2 separate regions of the Triticum aestivum genome follow, and region 2 is linked to region 1. A link is a contact called in public Hi-C data. All regions are on one chromosome and are shown on one strand. Each heading gives the region's core, a stretch centred on a gene start, on an enhancer-like site or on the middle of the called end of the contact. The rest is flanking DNA. Distances are from core to core; before and after follow the strand shown.

What was found. A called contact is a pair of places that touch in the nucleus more often than the background predicts.
Region 2: a contact with region 1 is called in a Hi-C map of leaf, with 5 times the contacts expected there. The contact joins the promoter of LOC123128634 here to the promoter of LOC123128633 in region 1. A contact is called at or near these places in 2 of 5 Hi-C or Micro-C datasets (both in leaf).

The regions. Positions count from the first base shown.
Region 1 is chr6A:575,939,194-575,944,678 of IWGSC CS RefSeq v2.1, reverse strand. It overlaps LOC123128633, which reads right to left and starts at 2,428. Exons shown (of 8, transcript XM_044548697.1): 1 at 2,215-2,428; 2 at 1,338-1,835; 3 at 94-291. The coding sequence starts at 1,655.
Region 2 is chr6A:576,142,834-576,148,318 of IWGSC CS RefSeq v2.1, reverse strand. It overlaps LOC123128634 (probable polygalacturonase), which reads right to left and starts at 2,881. Exons shown (of 5, transcript XM_044548699.1): 1 at 2,174-2,881; 2 at 1,552-1,672; 3 at 792-1,040; 4 at 357-510; 5 at 1-194. The coding sequence starts at 2,611.

The sequences.
Region 1 (5,485 bases), core at 1,179-3,678:
ACAAAAATCCTGAATCAGTCAACAGTAAACAGTTCTTGTGAATAACTACAGGATTACGAAATATAAAAATGATACTGTATAAATTTCACTTACCCCTGCTTTAGGTTCTTGCATAAGAACATCCTCCATGGAGTAGCCAGTAGCTTCCAAAAATAACGGGAATGGCTTTTTGGAAAAATGCCAACACAGTGTCAACAAATTCAAAAGATACCTCAAGTCCGTAACTACCGAAGCTCCTTTGAGCTCCACACTATCATCTCCAGCATATATGCTTGCAACAGATAAGTTCCCCTGAAACACACATGCCACAACTCATCTGTCAGGAACTTTGTTCAAGTCATTAACAGTTCAAAGTATTTGTCCTATGATTCTGGCCTATGAGTTTATCTGTTAAGGCCTCCTTTGGTTTGGAGGAATTTCATAGGAATTCTAGAGGATAGGATTCTTATAGGATTTTTTTCTTTAGAGCCCTTTGGTTCATAGGAATGGATTCCTATTCCTATATAGGATTGGTTCCTATCCTCCACATTTCATAGGAAAATAAAAATGAGCCTAGACTCAATGGAAAAATTCCTTTGGTGTCAACCAAATGACATCTTGTTTCCTATTTCTACTCATAGGATTTGAGATACATGTCATCTCATTTCCTACAAGATTCCTATTCCTACGATAATCCTATCCTATGAACCAAAAGAGGCCTAAGAAGTGCAGAACCTGCCCAACTTTAGCATAGATAGCATTGTAGGCAGAGTAATCTATTGAAAAAAAAAAAAGGGGTGAGTTACATACATAGAGTGAAATGGTAAGTGTGATAATCTAAATGAATGGTTCACTTAACAGATACTCCCTCCGTCCATAATATAAGATGTTATTACAGTCAATATAGGGGTATATTGGCTGTAAAAACATCTTAAATTATGGGACAGAGGGAGTACCTTATACAGTTTGTATGTACTAGAAATAATGAAGGTCGTTCATGCAGTTTCATGAGATATATTGTAGACAATCAAATATTGATAAACGATTATGTAAATGAATCTGAGAGCTGTTTAGGTCATCAGAACAACTATATGGTAAGACTAAGACAACTACTTTTGATAAAATAAGAAAAGAAGCGGTAAGAACAGATGATAGATATTAAGGAGTGTGATGCCTATGTTTTCAAGATTGTTTCAATTCCTACATGGCAACCCAACACTAAATTTAACCAGATGGAAAGACCTCCGGCGATGTTTATGATTTAAAACACTCCCTATCGGCTTCCAACATTTAAGTATCATAGTTAAGAAAGAGCAACGGATCACATCAACAGCAAAGTATGAGCGAGAGCGACCAACCTGTCTCTTGAGGAGGAAGCTGATTCCGAAAGCGAGGTCCCCGATGGGCCACTTCCCAAGGGTCTCAGAGTACGTGAACCGCAGCGTCTCCGACAGGGTCGAGATGGTCTCCAGCCACGTGGCGGGGGCGCGCACGTCCCTCCGCGACACCCGGCTCATGCTATGGGACTCCAGCGTGCCGCTGGCCGCCGCGTCCCTGCCATTCTCGCCGTCCGAGCCCCCTTCCCTGTCCAGCTTCTCCGTGTGCAGCCGGCGGTTCAGCGTGTAGTAGAGCAGCGCGGCGGCACCTGCAGCCGTCGCCATTGTGGCCGTTGCCATCGCACCGGCCCGCCTATAAACCCCACGCCGCTAGCTAGCGGGGAGGCCTGCCCAGCAGCCTTGGCTCCAATGGGGCAGTTACTGACCAACGGTGGAGCCAGACAGCGACCTGGGTTAATTTAACCTCTGATGATGATCCTCCCGCTGTAGATGCGATCTCGGGGCGGGACAAGGTCAAACCTGGTACCAGAAACAGAGGAAGATCCGAGTTTTTATTTGCAGCGAGGGGGCCGTTGATCCGGCACCGCAGGGAATCAACCAGCTACTGCCAGACAACAAGACCGAAAAAGAAATCCTAGTTATCCCCAGCCCTATAACAGCGGCAGCCGCCGATAGAGAACGGCAGCAGTATGTATATGCATACATAATATAATCCGCAAAAAACAGACACTACTGCCGTATCGTATCATCCGGGACCTATCCATCGGCAAACCTCAGAGCACCGAAACCTAGCCAAGATTCCGCCCCCAAATAAAAAACGGACAGCACGGCCGCCCCGGCCCGGGGCCCGGGGGAGCGCAGCGGAGCAGAATCGACGGGGAGTCGCGGGGATTTTTACCTGGAGCGGAGCAATGGGGCGTGCGGCTCGGTTGATTGGGACTGGGGCGGGGCTGGCTAGGGTTTTGGGAGGGGAGGCGGCCGGATTCGCGGCGGCGGCGGAATCGGGGAGGGGAGGGGGGGATTGCTGTTGGGTTTCGCTTTCTCCGGGGAGGCGGTTGCTGGGTGGCGCTGGGGAGGGGAGGGGGGAGGGTGGGCTCTCTCGAGTGATTTGGTGGGCTGGCTTTGGCTTTGCCGTTGCGGTGGGGCAAGCAAGGAGGGAGAAAGAGGAGGGGAGGGGGGGAAGGGGACGACGACTCGGCAGCCACTGAGACTTGCTTCCTTCCGTTCCTTCGCGGCTAAGCGGCGCGTGCTCGTACTGTACTGGTTATCCAGAACCAGAAGTGGAAACCTTCCGGCTCGGTTTGGCGTCGCGCAGAAATAGCACGCATTCGATGGCTGGGCCCCACCCTATATTTTGATATTGACACAAGACTCAGACGTGCAATGCTTGTAGCACTTTTTTTTTTGGAACTGTCGATCTATCCATCTTCAATCACGATATTACTCCCTCCAGTCCTTTTTTACCTGCGTCTAAGAAAATTTCGTTTTTCATGCAATGCTCTGCGCATTGGCATTTTTTCGCTGTTCTTTCCAACCGTGCCCTCCATCCCTTTCCACCGCATGCGTGCGTAATCACATCTCTCTTTCCCATGTGCTTCGCATCTTCCCAAGGCAGAGAGAGCAGCTTGCATGCAGAAACAGGAGAGAGAGAGAGAGAGGGAGAGGCGCATGCGTGCAGAGAGATGGACAGGGGAGAGAGAGCCGACATGCATGCAAAGTCTGAGCCAATCTCGCATGCAATCAGGGTCTCCATGGATGAATCCAGGGACAAAACAGTCCATTTTTTGCTAATTGCTCCTCTCCTTGGTATGCGGGCTGGACTTTAGACGCAAAGAAAAAAGGACCGGAAGGAGTACAACAAACACCCGAAATAATAAAAATTACATCCAGATTCATAGACCACCTAGCGACGACTACAAGCACTGAAGCGAGCTGAAGACGCGCCGCCGTCACCGTCCCTCCCTTGCCGGAGCCGGGCACAACTTGTTGTAGTAGACAGTCGGGAAGTCGTCGTGCTAAGGTCACATAGGACCAACACCCCAGAACAGCAACCGCCGCCGCTGAAGAGAATTTTAGATCGGAAGAATCCAACCTCAAGACACATGAACAAAGACGAATAAAGACCATATCCGAGCGGATTCACCAAAGACAACCACCGACCAAATCTCGCGAGATCCGCCGGAGACACACCTCCACACGCCCTCCAACGATGCTAGACATACCATTGAGACGGGGGCTAGACGGGGAGAACCTTATTCCATCTTCAAGAAGCCGCCGCCGTCTTGTCTTCTCGAGCAGGACACAAACCCTAACAAAACTTGAAGAAGCACTTGAAAACGGAACCCTCCCGCCGGCAAGGGCCGGGATCCAGCGCGCACCCATGGCCCTAAGGCCACAGGAGATGTGGGAGATCGACGACGCCGCCGACGAAAGGCAAAAACCCTCACTGTTCGCACGTTGCTGAAAATCCTTAAATAAATGAAGAATAACACAGGTACCAGGACTTAAACCCTGGTGGGCTGGGGATACCACTGTTCTCCTAAGAGCATATCTAGCAGACGCCCGAGCTTGCCCTCCACCACTTCCTCCTGCGTCGGCGGGCCGGCAACGAGAAGATCGGCAGCTGTTCGTCGCGGCGACCAGATTTGGCGTTTTCCGGCCACCAGTGGAGCCATGGATTGGTCATGAAGCACCCCGTGCAGCCCCGGCAAAGCCCCAGCGCTGCATGCAGGTACTGGTTCGTCTTGCAGCCCTGTCATCGGTTTGCTGGCAAGGATTCGGCCGGCCGTCCGCCGGGCTCAACGCTCGTTATAACACCCTCGATGCGGCTATATCTCCCACGTGTCGAAGCACGACTTAGAGGCATAACCGCATTGAAAGCAATGTCGCAAATGAGGTAATCTTCACAACAACCCATGTAATACATAAGGGAAAGAGATAACATAGTTGGCTTACACTCGCCACGTCACACAAATGCATAAATATCATTACATTCATCCAAATACACTCAAGGTCCGACTACGGAACCAAAATAAAGATAAACCCCAAATGCAACAAGTCCCCGATCGCCCCAACTGGGCACCACTACTGATCATCTGGGAAAGACACGTAGTATCGTCATGAGTCCTCATCGAACTCCCACTTGAGCTCAGTTGAATCTCCTGGAATGGTATCATCGGTCCCTGCATCTGGTTTTGAAGTAATCTGTGAGTCACGGGGACTCAGCAATCTCACACCCTCGCGATCGAGACTATTTAAGCTTATAGGAAGGGTAAAAGTATGAGGTGGAGCTGCAGCAAGCGACTAGCATATATGGTGGCTAACATACGCAAATGAGAGCGAGAAAAGAAGACAAAGGCACGATCGAAGAACTATGATCAAGAAGTGATCTTAGAACAATCTACGTTCAATCATAATACGAGACCGTGTTCTCTTCCCGGACTCCGCCGAAAAGAAACCATCACGGCCACACACTCTGTTGATTCATTTTAATTAAGTTTAGTTTAAGGTTTTCTACAACCGGACATTAACAAATTCCCATCTGCCCATAACCGCGGGCACGGCTTTCGAAAGTTCAAAATCCTGCAGGGGTGTCCCAACTTAGCCCATCACAAGCTCTGACGGTCAACGAAGGATATTCCTTCTCCCAAGACAATCCGATCAGACTCGGCATCCCTTTTACAAGACATCTCGACAATGGTAAAACAAGTCCAGCAAAGCCGCCTGAATGTGCCGACAAATCCCGATAGGAGCTGCACATATCTCGTTCCCAGGGCACACTCAGATAGGTCAAGCTACGAGTAAAACCAACCCTCAAGTTGCCTTGAGGTGGCCCCGCAGGCTGCCCAGTTCGGACCAACACTCAGAGGAGCACTGGCTCGGGGGGTTTAAATAAAGATGACCCTCGGGCTTCGGAAACCCAAGGGAAAAAGAGGTTAGGTGGCAAATGGTAAAACCAAGGTTTGGCATTGCTGGAGGAGTTTTATTCAAGGCGAACTATCAAGGGGTTCCCATTATAACCCAATCGTGTAAGGAGCGCAAAATCAAGGAACATAACACCGGTATAACGAAAACTAGGGCGGCAAGAGTGGAACAAAACACCAGGCATAAGGCCGAGCCTTTCACCCTTTACCAAGTATATAGGTGCATTAAGATAGGCAAGATATAAT
Region 2 (5,485 bases), core at 1,632-4,131, 200 kb before region 1:
AGTCAACCTTTATCACAATTGCAGCACGAACATTGTCGAAGGTTATGTTGCTGTAGGAGATATTGCGGATGTAGCCTCCTCTTCCTATGGCAGTCTTTATTCTCACGCCTCGCCTTGAATCCCAGATGCGTACATTCTCCACCGTAACATTTGCAACTCCACCAGACATCTCACTGCCAATTGAAATTCCAGCACTGCACACAGACAAGAAAAAAAGTGTAAGCTTCACCTTTATACTCCACATTCTATGCAAAAGAATGTGAAGGCCCTGGTCTAAAACCAGTGCTTTGTCTTGAGCACCGGACTTGAAATAAAAGACTCATGCAAATAAATATTGTTTAAAAAGCAATATATACCTAACCAAAGATCGGACTGTCACATTGCGTATTAAGATGTTAGAAGACGGCTGCCCATATGCAATCCCATATTGATCCCATCCGCTCTTTATAGCAATTGCATCATCACCAACAGATATGTAGCAATTCTCAATTAGGACATCCTCACAAGAATCTGTACAATGCATAAACATATGTCAGCTGAAGATGCCTAATATGGTTTCAGTCCCAGATGATACTCCCTCCGTCCGAAAAAGCTTGTCCCTCAAATGGATGTATCTAGCACCATGCTAGATACATCCATTTGAGGGAGAAGCTTTTTCGGACAGAGGGAGTATACATCATTAGCAGATAGGTAATACTACAAATATGCAGATGCTTGAAGTAACGCCTGAACATTGCAAAAATAAATATAGGTTATACTGGAGTCATTAAAAATAGTTGCAGGATGAATACCTGGATCTATGCCATCTGTGTTCGGAGCACCGGAAATAGGAGCTAAGATTGTAACATCCGAAACAGTAACATTCGTGCAATCATATGGGTGGAAGTGCCAGAAAGGTGAATTCCGCAACGTTATATTTGTAATAACAATGTCCTTGGACCACATCAGTTGTACAAGTGGAGGTCTCGTGTTCTTCAGCATTCTTCTGCGATGCTTCAACCACCAAACTTCACCCTGGCCATTTATGCTACCATTGTGTCCTATTTAGCAGATTGAAAAGAAGGAAGGTCGTGATAGTTAAAGAGCTATCATCCAATGAATCATGAACATAGCATACCATAATTGTTCTGTTAGTAATTTAGTATACAATTGAGAAACAAATGCATAGTGAAACCACCAAACTTCAGGTACTGCTGTTTCAGTGAACTTGCGTATTCAGTATTTACTCATTTAAAGATCACTAGAGAATATGCTATTCAAGCTATGGATATAATGTACTACTTTTAACGAACAAGCGGGGCATGAAATCATGCATACCGAAATCAAGTACATTCAGATTAGGGATTAAACAGGTCAAGCAGTTGCTTTGTGTTATTGAAACAATCAGGCATGCTGGTATACTGTTACCATCACTAGATTGCTTAATATGCAAATTATGCACTTCTCTCACGCATGTTGCTTCATAGCTAACCAACAAATCCATGATAGGGTGTTGTAGATTACACAGCTTGACAAGTTGATATTGACAGCTTACTTAGATAAAAGGCAAACCTGTAATGACAACATCTTTCAAATTCTGTCCATGAATTAGACTCCCGAAGCGAGGTCCTTTGCGCTCCCTCCCATATCCGTAAGATGGCAGTGCTGGCATCAGCGGCCAATCCCTCTCGTCCTGTCCAGAAAAATATTAGAATCCCAGCTGGATACACCTGCTAATCTGAAATCTGTGCATGATACCATGCCAGAGTCGGAGATTCAGAGAGCTAAGAGTGACAGTTCAAATCATACGACATTCCACCCAACTCTGAACACATTCCAAATGTTTGCTTTCAGATAAACAGCAATGTTTCGCCAAGCTAAAAGAAAGATACATGGTATGGAAGTTGGAATTAAACAGACAATGTGGTAATTATATTGTGCAATTATTACCCACCCATTTTCCAAAATGGGAACAATCTGAACATTGGTAATTTGGTATCACTTCAATCTTCAGTCCTAGGGACACATCACACAACAACAAATCCTTCTATTTTTACCATTGGTCTGTTTATCCATCAAACCAACTAGTCAAAGGGATTTAATTCAACTACGTGTTAGCCAGCCATGATCCACGCCACAACTCAATGGCACTTGAAAAACTAACCCCATTGCTCCGGTTGTAAGTAAAGCTCACCGTAATGCCGAGGATCTCGGCGCCCTCGGCGAGGAACAGGGTCATGTGGCTGGTGAGGTTGAAGGGGCCCGTGAGCCAGCGGCCGGGCGGCACATTGAGCTGCGCCCCGCCTTGGTCCGCGAAGGCCGAGACGGTCTCCACGGCGCGCTCGAAGGCCCGGGTGTTCACCGCCCGCCCGTCCCCGACGCCCCCGAAGTCGGTCAGGTTGTACGCCATCGGGCGCAGCCGCGGCGCCGGGCGCGACGGCGCGGGCGCCGGGCGGGGCCCGCCCCCGCCCCCGGCGACGAACACGGAGGCGCTCTGCCACAGGAAGACGAGCGCGAACCCGGCGACCCACACGGCGGCGAGCAGGGTCTTGTTGGCGGCCAGGAAGGCCGCCGCGCTCCGCCGCTGGCCGTGGAGGTGCAGCCTCCACCTCCCGCCCGACGTCTCGACCATCGCGCCGCGGCGGTCCGCCGGGGCGAGCGGGTCCTCCCCTCTCCCCCCGATCTCCCGATCTAGGGCACGGCGCGCGGCGCGGCGCGGGTTGGGTCAGTGCGTGTGGCGGGGCGCGGCGAGCGAGGGCTCCGAGGAGGTGGGCGGTGGCGCGGGCTTGGGGAATTCCGCCATTGGAGCGGTTGGTGCTGGGATGGGTTTATAGGAGGGAAGAAGCCGTTTGAGTGAGGCGGAAGCGAGGAGCAAACGGGCGTGGCGTTCGCGGGTGCGTGTTCCCTGTCACGGGCGCCGTCGAGGGGAAGAAGACGGTGAGAATCGTAGGGACTCGTGGCTTAGTATAAGCCATTGGATTTAGATCGGACGGCGGGATCCAATTAAACCCACGGCTTGTTTGGTTAAAGGTAGATTGGAGAGTGGAAATAGTTTAAGGACGCCGATAAGTGGGCGTTAGGAGGTCTGCTCACATATTTTGTGTGGTGTATAAAAGGAACAGCCCACACATCTACGTGTGGGCAAAAGTAATGCTCACACATCTTTTTTTCCCTCGCGATCCCTCTCACACGCGTGCGTGTGGGTGAAATAGATAACGCCCACACGCCCCGTACGTCAGGCCTCGTATCTCGTGGTCCCGCATGTTCCGCGTGACAGTCACCACGCGTCCTGCAGTTGCCATGGTCCAGACCTCGTGTATGTTCGTTTAACTGTAGTTGACATGTCGCTGAACTTCGGTTGCCATAGTTGCTCAACTGCAGTTGCCATCTATGGTCTGCTCTACTGCAGTTGCCATGATTTCAAAGCTTTAGGAGTTGTCACCAACTAACACTGGGCAGTTGCCATGTAGCACTACAAAAAGGCAAGGCAAAAAAAACATGTTCGGGTAATAGAGAGAGTTGCCATGTGCTCACAAGCACGCTAGGGCAGTTGCCATGTAAAGAGAAAGTGTTGCCATCTGCTTACATGCACGCTAGAGCAGTTGTCATGTACCATGCAAAAACACATGGCAACTCGGGTAAAAGAGAGTTGCCAACTGCTTACAAGCAAAGCTTGGGCAGTTGCCATGTACCCTGCAGAAACACATGGCAACTGACAGTTTTGGGTGTGGGCGAGGAGACGGACGTGTGGGCGAAGTGATAAACACCCCCACATCAGCCCCCTCTGCGTGCGTGAAAACTGGTGTGTGGGCGAATTGCTAAACGCCCACACATCAACCCCCGTGTGGTGAAAAAGGACGTTTGGGCGACCGGACGAATGCCCACACACTAGCTTAGTCCTACGTGGCACACAAAAACTGCTAGAACGCGCCAAAATTCGTGCAGAGTTGGTTGGACGAGTATCCATGCGTGTGGGCGAGTTGGTAGGCGCCCACACGTGTGGGCGTTAGTGTTTTCGATAATTTAATTTAGGGGATGGTTATATAGAAATTCATCTGTTTATATATTGATGGCTTACCAAAAAGACTATTTATTCGCGCTTTGGGGTGGTAATTTATATGAAAGTAAGGCGTGGAGTGAAGACATCGGAATATACCTGGGCATATCTCGCTTGGCCAAAAAAAAGCCCGGTGTTGAAAACCCAGGCCCGGCCCGAATATCGGGCCTACTAAATCGGGCCTGACCTCGACACGGCCTAGTCGGCCCGGCCCAGCAATGGCTAAAATATTGTTTTCCGCAAGCCCGAACTCGGCCTGATCTGCCCGTCGGGCTCAATTTCCAGGCCCGAGCTTAACTTGATGGCACGCTCAGGCCTGGCCCTGCTTGGGATTTTCAGGCTGGGTCGGTTCGAGTTGCCCATGGCCAGGTATAATTGGACACATGCCATTCGAATAGGACGAAGGTTGGGAGGAATTGGAATGTGTAATATCTTGAGACTTCATCATCACTTATGTCATCATCTTTTTAACAGTTTTTTCGAAGATTAACTAACATGTCGCATGCCTAACTTCTCTACAACCCCCTCTTCCAAACTTTTAGCCCTTAATTCAACCATCTTGGATATATCAAGGTGGATCATTTCGCCATGTAGGAGAAAAGTGAATCTATTTTTCAGGAACATATGTGATGTTCATTGATGCAAAAAAATCATAACAATTAAATACAGGCATAAGACAAACAATAACCAAGTTACCTTTATCTTAGGTCATAGTCCACACAAGTCTGAATCGCCTCCAAGAGGTTTAAACATTGTTTTAGAAACTTGCTTACAACGCCAAGACAAAGGCTTCACCATTGACACATCGACCAGTGACATGCTTCGAGCTTGGTAGGCATGATGGAGTCCACATAAGACTGCAGGAGGAACACACCAGTCCGCAAGATCTAGTCGACCAGATCCTCCAAAACAAACCTTTAATGTCTCCATGTCGATGCCATAGACACGCCATCTTGACGGAAAAGGAGCCAAAGGGACTCAACGGTATCTCCACCCCCACCACGCCTCTGCCTGGAAACGAAACCTAAAATCACAGAGCACAAAGGGCCCCCCTCCCCCAACCCACCACCAATGCTAGAGCGGCACTCGCGGGTGAGGGGGTGGGAGAAATTAGGCGAGAGAAACTACCTGAAGCCGATCGGAACCCTTATAGTGGTCTCTTTGAGCATGCACTAATAAAAAAATGAAATGATTTTGCACACATATGAAACATAAGAACGTCTCCTTTCTCACATGAATTGAATCATGTAGTTCATATGAAATTTCTCATGAAATTATTGTGTTTCTACGGCAAGGTGATCCACTCTCCCCGTTCTTATTTTTGTTCGTTGCTGATGGCCTGTCTGCAATCTTGAGGAATAGGGTGGATACAGAGAATATTATGCCAGTCAAAATTTGCAGAAGGGCACCAGGTATATCACACCTTTTATTTGCAGATGATACACTTAT